Linked DNA regions of Hordeum vulgare: region 2 is linked to region 1. The links are chromatin contacts, called in public Hi-C maps. All regions are on one chromosome and are shown on one strand. Each heading gives the region's core, a stretch centred on a gene start, on an enhancer-like site or on the middle of the called end of the contact. The rest is flanking DNA. Distances are from core to core; before and after follow the strand shown. Region 1 has its middle 24 kb from the start of LOC123425306. Region 2 has its middle 21 kb from the start of LOC123425316.

The links. Hi-C and Micro-C count contacts between places; a contact is called where the count stands out from the background.
Region 2: a contact with region 1 is called in a Hi-C map of seedling, with 2.9 times the contacts expected there. The contact joins two enhancer-like sites. A contact is called at or near these places in 2 of 6 Hi-C or Micro-C datasets (leaf and seedling).

The regions. Positions count from the first base shown.
Region 1 is chr1H:81,192,266-81,198,803 of MorexV3_pseudomolecules_assembly, forward strand. No RefSeq gene overlaps it. Among protein-coding and RNA genes, the nearest start is that of LOC123425306, 24 kb to the left of the region's middle. Within about 2 kb of position 2,631, at least 3 of the 3 cell types and tissues checked have open chromatin away from gene starts, as enhancers often do. A contact at or near this core is called in leaf and seedling, where this site is marked.
Region 2 is chr1H:81,333,002-81,339,324 of MorexV3_pseudomolecules_assembly, forward strand. No RefSeq gene overlaps it. Among protein-coding and RNA genes, the nearest start is that of LOC123425316, 21 kb to the right of the region's middle. Within about 2 kb of position 4,295, at least 3 of the 3 cell types and tissues checked have open chromatin away from gene starts, as enhancers often do. A contact at or near this core is called in leaf and seedling, where this site is marked.

The DNA of each region.
Region 1 (6,538 bases), core at 1,381-3,880:
TATCTGCGCAGACTAGAATATACTCCATCTGTCTCTGTATATAAATCATTTTAAATATTTTAATACGAACTATATATAGATGTATATAGTCGTATTTTAGAGGGGATTCATTCATTTTGCTCCTTATGTAGTTCATATTGATTTTTTTTTAAAAACTTATATTTATGAACAAAGAAAGTATTTTTCATCCATCATTGTGATGCTCCGGATTTCAGATTTTGCACCTTCATTTTCCTCATCCTAATCCATCAGTCGCTAGACTAGCAATTATCATGGAAACCTATCATTTTCCATCATGTGTTCGCCGTCTCCATGTGCCACGTGATTTACCGGTGGCTCCTGAAATTCTTAGTCATGGGTCATGACAAGCAATACCGGCACCCATGCATGCATCATTACCTCATCAGTTAGCTGTTGGGTATTTACCTTTCCCGCAAGAAAACACTACTACAGTCGTTAACAGTTCATTTAAAACACTTCTTTGTCTTTGATCAAAATCAAACGGACGACCTGTTCAAAGCACACGAGAAGAGGAAAGATTCAAATGTCTGCTCAAGGGAGATAAACTAATTAAGCGGTCAATTAGCAAGCACGTGCATGCGGCAAAGATTTGCTTGCTAGATTAGTTAATGCCTTGTGGTCCTGTCGATACGATGCTCGATGGCTTTCTGGGTTCGTTAACTAATCAGTTTGCTGAACATGCATGATCGCCTCCTGTTCGGGTAAAGGTTGATCGGGACATTTGCCGGGCTGCCTGCCTGGCCTTGTGTGGCTCTCGATGTCTCTCCCGTGGTTCTATTCCGCCACGCGCTGGGATGATAGAGCACAAGTAAGGCGAGGCCGCGAGGGCGTGGCATCTGGTTCGTGTCGCTCTAGAGAAAAGGAGGGGAAAGAGGCTGCAAGGAATTCTTGGGAAACCTGCATTTCCTTAAAAAAAATGCGGGTGCATTTCCTTAATTAATTGCAGTGAACACAAATGATAATTTACAAAGCATTAGTCATCATCGTTGATCAGATTTGATGGATGGTTAAGACGATCAGTAGGAAGTATCTCAGCACAGCTTGTGCTTTTCTTGCCGACTAACTTTCAACTAAAATTAAATCAGCCCATGCTTCTATTCGTAAACTAATTTGGAATGCAAGGTGTTCCAGTTCAAAAAAAAAGAAAGATTGTAGATAATTATGGACAGAGATGTAAAGATCTTGATTAAGGGATAGGACTATTGTTCCGCAATTATGGGGGAGCAATGGCTCATGTGAGTCCTCCTGTCTCTGTCTCTGTCCATGTCTAACATAGTCATGTTTATCTGAAACAGTAACCAAGCCGTAATCAGTGAGAAGTTATGATTCAGATAGCAACAGTCACATGGCAAAAAAAATCTTTGATTCCCGGTTGCAGACGAAGTCATTGCGACGTACTTGCAAAAAGAACACCAAACTAAATATGACTTGCATCTTATATTTAGATGACTAAAATAAATTGGGTGGATGATTTAGATGATTAGTACCTCAGAACAACCCGTGCTTTTATTAGTAAAAAGATTGTTACTAAGTATACATAAAGACAAAGATATATTCGTTATACTTCACGAGGTGACCAAACAACACCAATGCAAATAAACCCTTGATGCTCGGAGTGAAGGGACTAGTGTTCCGCGATTATGGGGGAGCAATGGCTTCCATGAATCCCCTTGTCTATGTCAATGTCTAAAATAGCAGTGTTTATCCGAAATAGAAATAAAATCGATATCAACTAAATTCAGATAGTCACATAATCACATGGCAAATTAATTCTTTGGTCCCCGGTTGTAGACGGAGATGTGAATGAGGTCATCACATATGTAAGAGGTTTATCAATCATTTACTTACAGAGATGTTTTTGACATTTTAGTCAATAGGTGCTCTCTTTTTCTTAGTGTCATTTTGCCGAAAAGATTAGAACCAAACTTCTATGGAAATAATTGTCGGTAAATAAAAATAAAAATATGGAAGTATGTGTTATACTCCACGATGAGGACCAAACAAGACCGATGCAAATTAAATCTTGACACACATGGGGATATGTACGAAAGACAGGGCCTAGTTCACTTGTTTAAATAGTGGAAGTACGATCCAATTTCCAGGATTCAAGTCCTCGCATATTGGAATTTGGGTTCTTATTCTTTCAAAGAAACAAACATCACTGTTGGGACTTCCTCTACGGCATTCCTTTGGAAAGAAAAGAAAAAAAGACAGTTCTTCCGCGATTGTGGGGAAGCCATGGCTCCTGCGAGTCCCCGTGTCCAGATCTTTGCATGAAGTAGTCATGTTTATCCGAAACATAAATGAAACGGGATCAAGCAAAACCTATGATTCGGATGACCATATAATCCACCACAGGGCGAATTATTTCCTTGGTCCCCAACTGCACATGGTGTTTTTTTGTCTCGCCCACAGAAAGAAAAAACACCAAGCCAAATACTAGGACCTATGTTTATCTACAACAGAAATCAACAAAACCAAATAAAACTTCTACTACTCCGGTAGCCACACAACCACGTGGACAGCCAATCCCTCTGGCCCCCAATCACAGAAGGAGTTTTTCACACACTTGCAGAGAACACACGCAAGAAAAGGACGTCCAGTCCAGTGCCCAGCGTGAACTTTCCTCGGGCGAGAGGCGAGGCGAGAGGTCAAATCAGAATTCCGAAGAATCCAACCCTGGCCTCACGAGCTCCAGCTCTTTTCTCCACATTTTCCTTGAGCAAATTGAAGATGACAAGAACATAATTCAGCCAGGACCGCTAATCAGTCTTTGGCGAGATGCAGCGGGGTTATTTTCATGCCAGGTCTCGCTTGTACCGTCGTACGTGCCTTCCGGGATGCCTTTGGAAGATGCCGAGTTCGAGGCCACATTTTCCTGACGGGAATTGAGCAAAGAACCGTGGAAATGCGTATGAGCATGAGGTTCAGTGGTTCGAGAATTTTTACCCTTTGGCTGGTTTCGGAGGTTGTGGACGTGGATGCGGTTGAGCCTCTGCCCATCACTGTGGAGCACTCCACGATATTTTTAGTTAGACTGAAGAATGTTGCTCCAGTGCAAGCTGTGCCAGTCTACTGTGTACAGTCTACATGAGCTGAGAGTGTAAGCTTAGTTCAGTGCCAGAGTGGATGTTTTTCAGCCATGAAAAAGTAAGACCCAAATAGCCGTCTAGAAAGGATACAAAAACATATTTATTCTGAATCAGACGGCAAAATGCACTGAAGTACTCATATTTACCATGCGCCCGACCATCAATATGGTTATCCTCATGGATTACCATAAACAAACCGATCGTTCCCAGAGAAGGCACATGTGGCGAATGAAACATTCGTTGGGGGCATGTTCGATTGAGCAAACCAGTGTCCCTCACTAGTAGTATACATGTTCGTCCGAGCAAACCAGTGCCCCTCTCTAGTACTCTTTCTGTTTTTAAATATTTATTGTTGAAAAAACCTAAACTAATTCTCCATAACAACAAATATTATGATACGAAAGAAGTAATGCATATGCAGTAGTGTGATCTCAGTGCGATCCGGTTGTTCAATAAAAGCATCTCCAACATACGCGTAAAATTTGTGGTGCGATGAATAAAACCGTCAGTTTGACGCGTGAGAGGCCGCGTGGCACGTTTCAGCGGGCAAATGAAACAAATTGACCTGAAAAGCGGTAGCACGCGCGGGAGTTTTGCCGCGCAACGCCTAGCGCGCTGGGTTAAAAGCCGCGCGCTGCGCCCATCAACTGTCAGAAAATTATTCCCGCCGTGCCTTCTCCCCTCACCTCTTCCACCACCTAGAAAAGTGCACTAAATTTTACAGCGCCCGAAAAGGCAACTATCCTCTTGCACACCCTAAAATGCAATTTCGGGATTGCAAAAATAAAAATAAATCAACGCGTCGTGCTACCGCATGCCTGTTGGAGATGCTTTAAGGCACATGAAAAAGCAGGCTAGAAATTATTTAGTACATTTTCCCAAGGAAAATGCCGTCAACAAAAGATGACATGGAAAAAGCAGAGAAATATAATTTTACAAATTTCATGCTATACTTTATAGAATTAACATTCTATAACTTCAAATTTGATCAATACATATTAAAAAAATGTGGCATGGTATCTTCAAAACATAGATCATTCTAAAAAAGATATAAGTGAAGCATGAGAACAAAGTTTTTCAAAACATTCGCATCACCATGCTTAAAAAGATATAAATGAAGCACTAGAGCAACCGCCTAACTTAACAAATTTAAGTGTAGCACAAGAAGCAATTCTAAGATATTATGATGACGTGAGGCCATCTCAAGAAAATGTGTTCAAAGGTGATGATTGTGAAAAAATAATAAGCAAAGACTCATATCATACAAGATGCTCCAAGCAAAACACATATCATGTGACAAATAAAAATATAGCCTCAAGTGTGTTGCCGATAGTCGTTAGAAGAAAGAGGGGATGCCTTCCGGGGCATCCCCAAGATTAGACGCTTGAGTCTCCTTAGATATTACCTCGGGGTGCCTTGGGCATCCCCAAGCTTTGGCTTTTGCATCTCTTCATTCCTTCATCCATCGACGTCACACCCAAAACTTGAAAACTTCAATCACACAAAACTCAACAAAACCTTCGTGAGATCTGTTAGTATAACCAATGGCTTTTTAATAGTGGAATCCACCAAATGCAAATTAACCGAACACTCATCCAATTTGGAAAAACCAAGAACATCACAAAGAGACTTCAGAATAGTAGAAACACTCGCACCCAAATCACAGAAAGCATTGCACTCAAAAAATTTAATCTTAACTTTGATAGTAGATTCCCACTCATCATATAATTTTCTAGGGACGGAAACTTCTAACTCAAGTTTTTCTTCCAAAGTTTTCATTAAGGCTTGCACGATATGTTTAGTAAAAGCCTTATTTTGTTCATAAGCATTTGGTGAGTTCAACATAGATTGCAACATAAAGATACATTCAACCAAAGAGCAACTATCCTAATTAAAGTCCTTGTAATCCAAAATAGTGGGTGCATCACTAGCAAAAGTTTTAACCTCTTCAAACCCACTTTTAACAATTTTTGCACCAAGATTTTCACCCTCCTAATCACGGAGACCCCCTCTATCTAAAGTTGACTCTTCTTGAGTCTCCTTTTCAAAAAGATTAACATTACTAAACAAAGAGTCAATAGAGGACACACCAATCATCTTAACATGCTCATCTAATTTGCTACGAAAGATTGTAAGAGTGTTTTTCAAGCAATTCCCACTTAGTGTTTAACATAGCGGCTCTCTTCCTACTTTCATCAATAGAAACATAGATAGCCTTAATAGATTCATTAATATCAACTCTAGGAGGCAATGATTTTGCCTTAAGATTTTCAACATCAAGAGAAAACCTATCAACACTCTTAGTCAAATCATCAATCTTATTCAACTTTTCTTCCATAGAGAAGTTGAAACCCTTTTGAGCATTGATAAGTTGCTTAGTACTATTCTCAAAATCAGAGGGCATCCCTTGGTTATTAGGGGAAGAATTACCATAAGTATTGCCAAAAACATTAGAGGAATTTCTAGGATAAGGCCTAGGATTAAAATTTCCTCTATAAGAATTATTATTGAAGTTGCTACGAGACAAAATTCACATCAATAGGATCATTATTTTGTTCAATCAAAGTAGAAAAAGGCAAATCATTGGGATCAATGGAATCATTCTTACTAGAAACCAATTTCACAAGAGCATCAACTTTTTCACTCAACGAGCTAATCTCCTCAACGACATTCACCTTTTGGGTTGTAGGTGCTCTTTCAGTATGCCATCGGGAGTAGTTAGCCATAATATTGTCAAACAATTTAGTAGCATCACCCAAAGTAATCTCCATAAAAATTCCACCCATGGAGGTATCCAAAAGATTTCGAGAAATAAATTCAAGCCAACATATTTTTTTTGGATAATCATCCACAAGTTTAGTAGGGCAATTTCTCAGCATCAATTTCATTCTCTCCCAAGATTGCCCAACATGTTCATGATCAAGTTGCATAAAATTTATAATCTGGTAACGGAGAGAGATGATTTTTGCTGCAGGAAAATACTTAGCAATAAGATTATCTTTGCATCTATCCCAAGAATCGATGCTATTGCGAGGCAAAGAAGAGAACAAAGTTTCCGCACGATCTCGCAAAGAAAACGGAAATAATTTCAACTTGACAATATCATTGTCCACATCTTTTTTCTTTTGCATGTCACACAACTCAACAAAAGTGTTGAGATGTGATGTCGCGTCCTCACTAGGACTTGCAGAAAATTGATCTTTCATAATAAGATTGAACAAAGTGGCATTTATATCAAAAGTCTCCGCACAAGTGGCGGGAGGAGCAATAGGAGTGCTAATAAAATCAGTGTTGTTGGTATTGGAAAAATCACACAACTTGGTGTTTTCTTGAGACATGATGTCTACGCAAAAATAGAGCAAACAAACACAAGCGAACAAGAAAATGATGAAGAAAAAGAGGCAAATAAAAGTGGCAAAAGAAAA
Region 2 (6,323 bases), core at 3,045-5,544, 140 kb after region 1:
TGACATATTTTTTCTACCACACAGGGAGAGGTGGTTTTGTTTATTCATCTTATTTTCATAGTTTTCAATGACTTGTTTTTTAAACCATTTACCTAAATCACGAACCATTTTCACTGTTACGTTTCTCGTATCAAGGTCCTCAAAATTAGATCGCATGTTTATAGGCTTTAACAAACTTTTTTGGGTGAAATATGTCCTCCAAAACTGTGATGTCCCGTGCTTCAAAAACAATACTAATTGTGCTTTACTTTTTGGAAGAATCATAGTTGTGCTTCACGCGAAAGCATAATTGAGCTTTCATGTGGAAAGCACATTTAAGCTTCACGTGAAAGCACAATTGTACGTGAAGCAAACTTGTGCTTTCACGCGAAAATAAAAAGTATGCTTCAATTTTAAGAAAACACAGGAACACAATTGTGCTTTCACGCGCAAGCACAGTTGTGACTCATTTTTAGAAAGCACATTTGTGCTACTTTTGGGAAGCACATTTGTGCTTTCGTGACGAACGCACAACCGTGCTTCACTAATTAGAAGCATATTTGTACTTCGCACAAGAAGCACAATTGTGCTTCACGCACATAATTGTCTTTCACCTTGAAGCACAACCATGCTTCATGGTTTTGATAAACAAAAAGCGGAACAACCAAAAAACACAATTGTTTTAATGGGCAAGCGTCCAACGTCCAACGCATGATACGCGGCGGCATTGAGGTGCTCCCGTGCTAGGAAGTGCCCCAGCCCCGTGAACCCACCCCATCCCCACCACCTACGTAGGGCACCCTCTAACTACGTGAGCCTCAAGTATTAGTTTTTGGTCAGGTTTCCTACGGGCTATATTTCGGTTTTCTTTGTTTCTTCATGGTTTTCTTTATATATGGTAATTTTCACCGGTTTTCTTCTTCTTTTTTCTTGGTTTTCATTATTTTCTTTCTTCTTTTAAACAATTACTTCTGTTTTTTTCTTTTCTCGGTTATCATTGGGTTTTTTTCTTTGTTTATCATTGGTTTTCATTCCCTTTTAAGTTTTCTTTATTTTTCTTTATTTCTTTCTTGGTTTTCGTTGCTTCCATTCATTTTCATTGGTCTTCTTTGGGTTTTTTTTATTGGTTCTTTTCTATTTCATTAGTTTCCTTTGTTTCTTTGTTGGTATTTCATCGATAATTTTTATGTTCAATTCATGTCTACTTCTTTAGTACACAATGTAGTTTTTAGTGTAGACATGGAACTCTTACCTTCTTACCTTCCATGAGAAAAAGAGAGGGTAAGAGGGAGCATGTTAAAATTGCTCACATGTTACAAACGATTAATTAATCTTTTTTAAATAGATGATAAAAATGCATACACATAATATAGATATTGTATATAATTTTCATAAACATGAGAAACATTGTTTCTATACATATTTAACATTTCTAAAATACTTGATTGCCATTTTTTCATATTTTTTTATGTATAAAAAATAATTTATATATTAAGAATATTTGAAAGTGTAAACTAAAGAAAAAAATAAAAAATAAAAAAGGAGGTTGTGGCTTGTGGCCTCGCGTGTACCTGGTCCGCCCCTTCTCGCGGTCTTCTTCAGGCGAGGCTGCCCTATGTCTCTACCACGTTTTTGTGCTTTATTGTTACGCTGCCTTGTCCAATTTGATTGGGCTTATATGTTTCCCTATGCTTTTCTAAGATGTTGCCTTCTTTTTATTTTGCTCTCTTATGTTTTCCTGATAACACACATTGTGACCATGTGTAATCATTTAAAAAACAGCTACATATGTGTATGCGCGCACATAAAAAAACCGTGTGCATGAACAACTATGTCATTAGTTTTGTGTATTTCCCATTTAGGAAAATAGTGAAAAGTGAAAATATGACATGTATTGACTAAATACAAATGTTCAGTATCTATATGAATGTTCATGAAATTTTAGAAAGTGTCCAAGTTTTATTAAGTGTTAGCATATTTTTTAAAATACATGATGAACCTTTTTCAAAAATGCATGACAAACGTTTTTAAAATATATATTTTAGATGTAAGCAAAAATAATATAAAATACAAAATAAACCTTTTAAAAATACATTGCATGCATTTTTTAGGACAAGGTGAATATTTTTTGAAAATGTATGATCAACATTTCTAAAAATACACGATGAACATCTTATAAATAACATTTCTTTAAATGTAGTGAACATTTTATAATAAAAGCAAAAGGCACATGATTGAGAAAATTATCAAAATGGAAAAGTTTTTTTTTGGAAAAGGAGGATCAGCCCTCGGCCTCTGCATCGATCGATGCATGCAGCCATATTATTATCTAAGCAAGTAAAACAGAATGGAAAAGTTTAAATAATCAAATTTACATATTGTCAATGGTGGACATGCAAATGGGTAGGGGTGCATTTTGTGTCAAGGGTGGACATGCAACTAGACCTATTAAGTTTCTTGTCAAGAGTGGATATGTAATCGGGTAGGTGTAGAAGGCAAGTTGTGTGTCGAGGGTGGACAAACAACTAGGTCCGTTGAGTTTCAAACCAAGGATGAAAGCGCAGAAGGCAAATTTTATGTCGAAGGTGGACAAAGAACTAGGTCCGTTGAGTTTCAAACCAAGGATGAAAGCGCAGAAAGCACATTATATGTTTAGGATGGACATGCAACTATATCGAATGGGTTGCATGGCCGGGCACACATGCAACTGGTTTGTGTTGCATAAATTTGCATGTGGGTGAACATGCGACTAGTTCGACAATAGGGCAAGGTACGTGTGAATGATGAATATGCAACTAGGTCGGGCAAGTGAAAGTCGAGGGTGAATTTCCTAGATGAGAATTAGCAAATCCGAAAATGAAAACACCCCACCCTCTATGATCAAGTTGCAGGTGTGTTGTATCCCTTACAGTTGCATGATAGGACGGACATGTGCAGTGACATGCAAATTGTGATCCATGTAGTTGTGTATCATGGATGGACATGCAAGTGAATGTGCACTTTTTTTTTTGCAAAAACCTACGGAAAAAGAATATCCCCATGGGTCTCGGATATCGTTTCATGCATGTAAAAAGACCAAATAAAACTTTTAAAAGAGGAATTAAAACGAAGATAAATCCACATGAAGTATACCTACACATTTGTTTTTAACAAAAGTATACCTACACATACCAGAAAGGAAAACAAAAGGTGACCCGAGTCCCATTTAAAAACAAGCCAACATGGGCCTAAAAGAGATTGACTCTTCTCTCGAAAAATAAAATCAGCCCACATGAAAACGCAACATTGGGCCCATGTAAAACCCACAGACACAGATGCAGAAACAAAAACAAGACCAGGCGCGATATACAACGGCCTAACATGGAAAACAAAACTCACACACGCGGGACACGGGAGAAATCAAGTGGGCGATATACATTTTTGCATGAAAAGATGCAGCACTTGACCGTGGCGTGGATAATTTCGATGTGGCACAGATAATTCTTATCTAGATAAAAAATAGTAAATTTGTTTCTTTTTCTTCTTTTAAATTTTTGCAAGTAATTTGGTATATTAAGAGCATCTACAACCGGACTTCTTAAATTGATCGAACGGGCGTAGGGACCGCTGACCCAACAGAAAAGAGAAGCAAAAAGGTTGACTCAACCAAACCCCTCAAAACCTTTTTAAATGTTTGGACTAGCCGGCAGCCCTCATATATGAGATAAGCATGAAGAATGTCTGTCCAGTCAGTGGTCCTACGTTCGTCACATATGATTGGCTCCATCATAGAGCATCCTTTTCTTCCTTTATTATTATTTTTTGTTGATCTTTCTTTCTTCATCAATTACATGCATATGATCGGACATATAGGGAGAAAAATAAAGAACATGGTTGTATGAATAAAAAAAATAAGGAATCAAAGTGGGCATACGCGGACGCTAACCGGGTGTGTCCGCGGACGTTTGAAGAGCCAAATTTGTTCAGTCCGACCATAGATGCCCTAAGTTCATTCAAAAATAGGGAGATCCAAGGTTAAGGCTAAACTTTACCACATAACAGTAGCGATGTATGCTCTATTTTCTAACAGATGGATATATATTTTTAGGCGAAAACTAACAAATTGATACCCTTTCCTGACGGAACAATTTGTAAAATTCGCGATGGCCTAAAGCTTCAACATATATATTTTTGGAAAGCCACATTAAGAATGTCAGCAAGTAGCGGTAGTAAAGTTTTGGTCTCGTGACATGGTGAGTTCCATGGCGAGGCTGTCTGGACCACCGTTTGTGCGCGTCCAGATCATTCGAGGTGGCGACGGCGACACCGCCTTTGCAACTTGCAGCGGCAAGAGAACAAGGTGCTCCCTGGTCCACGAGAGAACAAGATGCTCGGCTAATCAATGTAGTAGATAGTAGATAATATCCGCATTGTTCGACAAATACATCGGGAGCTTGTGACTCTTCTTTTCCACAAGCAGCTACGCCACCCCCAAAGGAATTGATTATATACGTACATAGTGTCTTAATTTTGAGGACGGACGTTTGGAGGCCGAGCTCCAAGAAACTCAATTTTTAAAAAAAAATATAATTTTAACTTTTTTGGTATCAAAAAATCTGAAAAATTTATGCAAGGAAAGAAGAATGTCATGTGTATGTATGTAAATTTTTAGGATTAAATATTTTTAAATACGATCTGTATAAAAAAAGATAAAATAATAACCTGTAACGATGAATAGTATGATGTGTTAAAAAGTTTTAGATTTACCTTTTTATACATGCCTCATTTCAACGTATTTTTCTCTAAAAAACTACACACATGTGTGTTATGTCCTCACTTATATGTGTATTTATTTTCAGGATTTTTAACATGTAAAAATATGAATTTTCATGGATTTTGAATTTTGCTTTTGAAAACCTTCATGAAGCTCAGCCTCCAAAAGCAATTTCCACTTAATTTCTCACAATACGTTCTTACATGATTGCGCGCAAATATGATGTTATCGTACTCATGTGTATTGTCTAGCTTTTTTGAACAAATGTGTCGCTCTGGCACATTTTTGTGGTGACCTCAAATTTCAAGGTTTTCGACACGTGTAATGGAATGGCAAAAGACGAAGACGGGCATGTACTTGGAAGTTGGAACACATATTGCCTACAACTATTATGTATCGTGCGACAGCGAAATGAGATAAGAAAGGAAGAGCATCCATGTCCCTGACTTGTGCACAGTGTACACACGATACCACGGACTTTTACAAAAGGTAATCCTATGATTGCATTGTAGGTTTCATTGTAGATACCCACCAGACCTATTCGTAAGAGGTGTGATTTCAGCCTTGTTAAGAGCATCTTCAATAGAAAATGCAAATTTTAAGATGTAAAAAAGAGATATAAAAATTTACATCTTTAAAAAGTACATTTTACATTTAAAAAAACAACTTCAATAGAAGATGTAAATTAATGATGTAAAAGTGCAACTCCAACAAATGATGCAAATGGAGATGTAAACTAGTTATGCCGCCGGCGACCACCAAGCACGGCAGAGTACCTCGGGTTTGCTCTACGGGCAACAGTTTGCAGCGGCGTTTGGCTTTACGGGTAGCAGGAAGCGAGGTGTGTCCTTTGGGGCAAACAAGAGGAGTTGGGGTGGTCGAAACTCGAGAGGAGCGAGCTCGACGCGGCGACCGGAGAATGGATTACTCAGGTGCGAGGCTGCAAGGCACAAGGAGGCCGGATGAAGGGCGCTACGGGCTCCTGGGAACTTCAGGAACTCAACTGTTTGCTCGGACGCGTCAAACGTGAGCTCTAACAACAATGACAACAAGGCAGGTGAAAGGATCGATATGGTTGGCTAGAGGGGGGGGTGAATAGACAACGACCACTTTTTAATTAATCTTAACAAGTTAAGGTAAACACTATACGGGTTCACAAATAATATGACAAAGAGGTGACCCCTATAGAAGCTATCAACAAGACCTATTAAGACAAGTAAGATATAGTCACAAGTAAAAGTAAATACAAAGTAAAGGTTAGAGATAACCACAAGTGGAACCGATGGAGACGAGGATGTGTTACCGAAGTTCCTTCCCTTTGACAGGAAGTACGTCTCCGTTGGAGCGGTGTGGAGGCACAATGCTTCCCAAAAAGCCACTAATGCCACCGTATTCTCCTCACGCCCTCGCACGATGCAAGGTACCGTGATTCCACTATAGGTGCCCTTGAAGGCGGCGACCGAACCTTTACAAACAAGGTTGGGGCAACTCCACACAAAGCTTGGAGGCTCCCAACAAGACCACGAAGCTTCAGCACAATGGAATATGGCTTCGAGGTGACCTCAACCGTCTAGGATGCTCAAACACCCAA